Linked DNA regions of Pan troglodytes: region 2 is linked to region 1. A link is a contact called in public HiChIP or PLAC-seq data. All regions are on one chromosome and are shown on one strand. Each heading gives the region's core, a stretch centred on a gene start, on an enhancer-like site or on the middle of the called end of the contact. The rest is flanking DNA. Distances are from core to core; before and after follow the strand shown.

The links. HiChIP or PLAC-seq counts read pairs in DNA pulled down with a chosen protein or histone mark.
Region 2: an H3K4me3 HiChIP or PLAC-seq map of stem cell-derived excitatory neurons shows a contact between it and region 1, with 5 times the contacts expected there. The contact joins the promoter of FBN3 here to the promoter of CTXN1 in region 1. A contact is called at or near these places in 1 of 7 Hi-C or Micro-C datasets (stem cell-derived neural progenitor cells) and 1 of 1 datasets of contacts at active chromatin or transcription factors (stem cell-derived excitatory neurons).

Annotation. Positions count from the first base shown.
Region 1 is chr20:10,339,775-10,343,153 of NHGRI_mPanTro3-v2.0_pri, reverse strand. CTXN1 (cortexin 1) reads left to right here and starts at 1,650. Exons shown (of 1, transcript XM_001156296.7): 1 at 1,650-2,690. The coding sequence starts at 1,650. The coding sequence ends at 1,898. It overlaps TIMM44 (translocase of inner mitochondrial membrane 44), which reads left to right. Exons shown (of 13, transcript NM_001280516.1): 13 at 1-470. The coding sequence ends at 2.
Region 2 is chr20:10,564,614-10,567,686 of NHGRI_mPanTro3-v2.0_pri, reverse strand. It overlaps FBN3 (fibrillin 3), which reads left to right and starts at 1,701. Exons shown (of 65, transcript XM_016934913.4): 1 at 1,701-1,943; 2 at 2,309-2,386.

The DNA.
Region 1 (3,379 bases), core at 401-2,900:
GAGTGTGGTGCCGGAGCCAGGGAGCACCGGCCTGGGTCATCAGGCACAGAGGCACCGCAACACCACCTGCGGCAACTCCAGACCTCTGGGAACAAGACTGCGGGCTCTGTCCCCAGCTCTGCCAGGACGGCTGCAAGACCAGCTGGCCCGGGAGGGGACAACGGGCTGTTGTGGGTGCGTGGCAGCTGGAGACACTCCCCCCAGGGCCAACCCCTGCCCTGTTGCTCTGCCCTGCAGGGGTCCCGGCGCCTGGTCACCTGGGGTGCACACAGGTCACACAGTGCCAAGAGGCCCCAGGGCCCAGGGACTCCCCCCACAGCAGGGTGGGACCCGGGACCCGCGGCTCAGTGACCCGCTAGCCACGTCAGCCAAGCCACTTTAGGTCCATTTTTTTATTTTAACAGTGCTCTTCCATCTTGTGCATAAGCCTGAGATTTGGAAAGAATAAAACACCGAATTGCAGAAGAGCAGCTACGGAGTCTGAAGTGTCTTCTCTGGCGCGGGAGTGGCCGAGGCGATGGTGGGGGTGGGAGCGGGCGGCTGCTCTGGGAGGCGGTCAAGGTCGAGTGAGGAACTGCAGCCGCAGTGGGTGGACGCCTTGCCCAGGGCTGGACCCTGAGTTGGAAGACGAGGCCAGTGACAGACAAAACTAGGGGGACTTACTCATCCCAGTGACCTGCCTGAGCTCTCTGAGAATTGAGGTCCCCAGGGCCGGGGGAGCTTGAGTGCCCATATGAGTGTTTTAGGGACACTGAGGTCCCCCCACAAACAGGGAGTCTCGAGTGGGGTCTATCGCGGAGGAGAATGCAGGCACAGGGCAGGCTGGGGGGCCCGAAGTGCCAGGGGAGGTGGGAGTGGCAGCTGCCCACTCCCCGGCGAGGTCGTGGGTGCTCGCGGGTCCTCGGGGCTGGGGTTCCGTCCTCCCGCAGGCCCGGGCGGGGTCGCTGGCTCGCGCGCCGCTCCCTGCGCAGCCTCCGCCCCCTGCAGCCCCGCCCCCCGCGGCGGCCCCGCCCCCGTCGCCATAGGAACAGCCGCGGCGGCCCGGCTCGCGCGCTGGTTGCCTGCCTCGGTCTCCGCCGCTCCAGGGGCGGGTGGGGTGGGCTGAGCCGGAGCCCGGGCCGCCGCCGCCGCCGCCGGGGAGAGGCCGAACGCGGAGCCGGCGCGGGTCCCGGAGAGAGCGCGGCCGCCGGGCGGTCGGTCCCCGTCCGGGTCGAAGCCAGGGTGAGGGGCGCGCCGGGGCGGGGGCGGTGGGGGAGGGGGTCCCAGGCCGCCGAGAACAAAGGGAGCGGGGGCAGGGGCCGCGGGGACCGTCCCCACGCCGCGCGCCCGGGCCGCGGCCGCGCTTTCGCACCTGTTGTGTGCGGCCCAGGCCGGGCGCGGCTCCGTTTCCCGGCTCTCAGCGCCCCCACCTGCGCGCACGGCCAGAGTTGGGTCCCCGCGTGGTGGTGGCGGCGATCCGGCGGGCCGGGCATGGGCGTAGCCCGGGGACCGAGGCGCGGGCGGGGGATGGGGCCGGGCACGTTAAGGGGGGCGGCGGCGGCGGCGGCAGGAGGGGGCGAAGCGGAGGAGGCGCGGGAGGGAGGGCGCAGCCTCATCCCCGGCGCCCGGGGCGGGTCCCCTCCTCCGCAGGGCGCGCGGCGATGTGAGCCATGAGCGCGACGTGGACGCTGTCGCCGGAGCCCCTGCCGCCGTCGACGGGGCCCCCGGTGGGCGCGGGCCTGGACGCGGAGCAGCGCACGGTGTTCGCCTTCGTGCTCTGCCTGCTCGTGGTGCTGGTGCTGTTGATGGTGCGCTGCGTGCGCATCCTGCTCGACCCCTACAGCCGCATGCCCGCCTCGTCCTGGACCGACCACAAGGAGGCGCTCGAGCGCGGGCAGTTCGACTACGCGTTGGTGTGAGGGGCGCGGCGCCCCCTAGCCGGCCCTGCGCGGGGTCTCAGAGGGCCGGCCCGGCGGGGGGCGCCGCAGGGCCAGGACTGCGCTCAGGATCCCGCCCCGGAGCCCCCAGCCCGGGGGAGAGGGGGAGGGAGTTGGGAGAAGCCCAGCCCCTCCCCCTCGAGACCCCTCCCATGTCCCTTCCTGGCCTGGCCGGAGCCCCACCTCGTGCCTTTATCCGCCCTGTCCCTTCCTCTCTGCGCATCTCACCCGCCCGGCTGGCCCCCACCCCCGACTCTGAATCCCGGGCGGGAGGAGGACCCCCGCACCGCCCCCTCCCCAGCGTGTAAGTGGCTCTGCTATTGTGCGTCCCTGGAAGTGGGGACCCCCTTGTCCCTCCTCCCTCCCCTGTTGTCTGGCCGTCGTCAACCCCACCTTGACTGAGTGTTGAGCCCGTCCTTGGGCTCTGGCCCTGCGGGGCAGGCTCTCCCGGGCCCACGGGGCGGACGCTGCATACCAATTTGCCCTGCACCGCCTGTCCCGGAGACGGAGCCCGAAGGCCTGCCATGGCGGCTGTGTCGAGGATGCGTGGCGCCTGCCGTGGCGGGACAGCGTGGGCAGGCTCATTTCTGCCCCCAACCCGGGCCCCAGGACAGGTCAGCGCGCCCTGCCCCGGTGCCCACCGCTGCCCCCCATCCGCCCTCCTGCCACTTGCCCCTGACCCCCCTGCCATGCCTCCCGCAGCCCTCCCATGCCGTTCCACTCCTCCCTGCCTCTGAGCCGAACATGATAATAAAAGCTATTATTGAGCGCTTACTGCATGCCAAGCAGCGTGCTGAGTTGGCACCTCCTGTTTATAGCCTATCTCCTCTTCGGGATCGTGAGAATGAGCCAGGCCCTGTTAGCATCCCTATTCTACAGGCCAGGAGACCGAGGGCCAGGCAGCTCCAGTGACTGACTTGCCCACAGTCACATGGCTAGAGTCTGGTAGGGCTGGAAGTGGAACCCAGGTCTGGCTTTTGCACGTTTTTAAAGCTTCCCAGGGCTGCAAAGACACCAAGATCACAAGCACCTTTCACCAGCTTTGGGGGGGGGGGGGCGCTGATGTGTAACCCCCAGCTGCCTCCCCTCCACACACAATTCTGTTGATCTGGGGAGGCGCTGGGGGTGGTGAGAGAGACTCAGCCCTGTGGGGAACTGGGAGGCGCACCCTCTGCTAGCCCTGGAGGGAGGCTCCGACGACCGACCGTACCTGCAGCCTAAGCCTCCTCCCCCTGCCCACCACCATTGGCATCGTTTGTGGGTCTGGTGCGGTGGGGCGGTGACCACGGACGGAGTGGGCTGGCTGTGCTCCAAGGCCCTCCCAAGAGATGTGCACCCCAGGGGAGCCGTGTGCAGTGTGTGGGGGGAGGAATGAGCGTTTCTATAAAAGGCAGGCTGGGTGAATGCACAGGCTCCGAGAACGGAGAATTTACCGACTTGGATTACTAGCTGGGCGTGGGACG
Region 2 (3,073 bases), core at 452-2,951, 220 kb before region 1:
CTCCCCTTTCTGTGAGTCCACCGTGTCTCCCCTCAGAGGCGGGGGGGAGCCTGCTGACGGCTCCTGGGTGCTTCTAGCCTCTTCTTATGTTGCCTGCTTTCCTCTTGCTCCCTCCCCTTCTCCTCTCTCCTAAAGTTCCAACCTCACTCCATCCAGGCATGTTTGTTCTAAGTTCTCTCCTTCTCCAGGCCTTTGCCTGTTCTGTTTCCTCCAGCAAACTCCTATGCAACTGTCAAAACCTACTTCAAAAATCCCCTTCTGGGCCAGACTCGGTGGCTCATGCCTGTAATCTCAGCACGTTGGGAGGCCGAGGCAGGTGGATCACGAGGTTAGGAGTTTGAGACCAGCCTGGCCAACATGGTGAATCCCTGTCTCTACTAAAGATACAAAAAATTAACCGGGCATGGTGGCACAAGCCTGTAATCCCAGCTACTCGGAAGGCTGAAGCAGGAGAATTGCTTGAACCTGGGAGGTGGAGGTTGTAGTGAGCCAAGATCGCGCCATTGCACTCCAGCCTGGGTGACAGGGCAAGACTTTGTCTCAAAAAACAAAACAAAGCAAAACAAAACAAAAACAAAATCCTCTCCCTCCCTGCAAATTGTGAGTTTACCCTATTGAACTCCCAAAGCTGACTTGCTGAATATACTCCCACCATAGCACTTCCGGAATGGAGACAGGGTCTTGCTCAGTTGCCCAGGCTGGAGTGCAGTGGCACAATCATAACTCACTGCAGCCTCAACCTCCTAGGCTGAAGCAATCCTCCTGCCTCAGCCTCCTGAGTAGCTGGGACTATAGATGCATGCCACCAGGCCTGGCTAATTCTTTTTAATTTTTTTTTTTTTTTAAGAGATGGGGTCTCACTATGTTACCCAGGTTAGTCTCGAACTCCTGGTTTCAAGCCCACTGGGCTTACTTATTTATTACATTCTGGAAGTACTGTGGTGGGGGCATATTCAGCACAATCAGCTTTGGGAGTTCAATAGAGTAAACTCACAATTTGCAGATAGGGAGGGAATTTTTGAACTGGACTTTGACAGATGCGTAGGAGTTTGCTGGATGGAGTAACAGCTTCAGGCCCAACGCACAGCTTCTGACAGATCCCCATGTTAAGGGTCTATTCTCAAAGGTATGAAGGTGGTGGAAAAGCCTAGAAATTTTTGTTTGGAGTACTGACAACAGATAGGGAGCCGAAATTCTTGTCTGGTCCCTTTGGTAGGTGGAGAAACAGGTTCAAAGAGATTTGAAAGTTTACACCGTTTGAATTGTTAACCTCTTCATTTTGAGAACCAGATGAAAAACCTGGGCCCTTCTCCCTGGGAAATACAGCTTTGCCCAATGTTTTGTCAACATATTTAGGGGCCCCTGATCTCAGCCTAGTTAAGAATCCAGGCTCCAAGAGCCAGGTGAGTTTCCAACGTCAGTCTCGCAATTCTCCTTGCTCGAGGGGGGGGCGGCGGCTTGGGAGGCCCTGAGAGGGCCGCCCAGGTGAGTCCCGGGACTTCTCTGCCCAGGCTGTCGTCCAGGCCCCCCAAAAGTCAGAGCCCCACCTCCACCTCAATCTCGATCCGAAAACGCGGCCCCGGCAGCCCCTACTAGGCGCCCCCAGCCCTGAGCCCCCCGCCCGCCCTCACATCTCTCCAGTCCATCGGAGTTTTTCACTCGGAGCCCCGGACCCTCCCCCGAGCCGCAGCCTCTCTCCCCGCCCCGGATCGGAGCCCCCCCGTCCCCGCCCCGGGAGCTAAGAGGTGCAAACGCGCCCTCCTCCAACTCCTCCCGCCCCCAACTCCCCCCCGAGTGGCAGCTCTCGGCTGGGAACGCGGCGGGGTCGGCCTCTCGGCTTTGCGTTCCCGCCCCGGGTCCCCGGCGCCGCAGGAGCCCGCCCTGCAGTGCTGAGTCCCGCGCGTCCGCCTGCCGTGCCCGCCTCCACGCGCGCCGCCTCGCAGGTAGGTGAAGGCGCGGGGACAGCGGCGGGGCGAGATCGCGGGCGCTGAAGGGTGGAGAAGGCGGGGGCGGGGGGGCCGGCAGGGGGAGGGGGAGAGGATTCCTTTGTTCGCAGCCGGGCAGCCCCAGGCCCAGCCCCCTCCCCTCTCCGCCTTCTAGTGGCGCCCGCCGCAGTGGGGAGTGGGGGCGCGGGGACCCGGCGGGAGGGGCTCGGCCGGGGCGCGGGGCCCCTGACCCCACAGGTGAGGGCGGAGCCAAGCGTGGTCGCGGCCGGGGGCCCTGCCAGGTGGAGATCGCGCCCCGCGGGCTCCGGGGGCGCCCCCTCCCCGTCGGCGAAGCTTGGTATCCCTCGCTGTTTGGCCCTCAGCCTCCACACCCCGTGCCGGGCGCGCCTTCTCTGCTCATTCATTCCACAAACTCCAGGGTGTGGCTCGCAGAAGCAGCGGTGTGTAGGGGGGACCGAGGCAAATCAGGCCAGAGACTCCCCCTACCTAATTCCCCCACCCGACCCGAGGCAGGGGGCTGGGGCGGAGGGAGTGGGGGAGGAGGGCTTGCAGGCCCCGAGGCTGCTTGGAGTCCACAGAGCCTCAGAGTGCGGACTGACCCGGACAACTGAGAAGAAAAAGCGGGCGCCCCTCTCCAGCCAGCCAACCCTCCAACGTTGACAGGGGTCTCTCCCTTCTCCGGGGCCTTTGGACAACCGGGGCGTGGCCAAGACCACACAGCAGGGCTCCCCGCCCATTCTCCACCTAGGGCGGGTTCCTTTCCTCCCTGGAACCTGAATGGAACAGGAAGGCCACTTGGTCTGGCTTCTCTCCCTCAAGTATTTTGCCTCCACCCTCCAAACGGTCGTCTCCTGTCCCGGTCTTCTCCCTCCCGTCCTTCATGGCCCAGGAAAGACCCAGCCAAGGGGGGCAGGAGCGAGTTCCGTTCCTGATCTTCTCCCCCTCCTTCTTCTCTTCGTGGGCTTAAGCTCCGGCTTAGCCCCTCACTCATGGTGTGATGGCCTTAGTTTGTGCATCTGTGAAATGGGCACAGAAGCGGTACCTTCCCTGCTGGGCACAGGGTTACTCTCTGCATTGGGAAGTTCCAGCCCCTGCCTGGGCCCCCTGCCCAGGGAGGCATCCAGCCC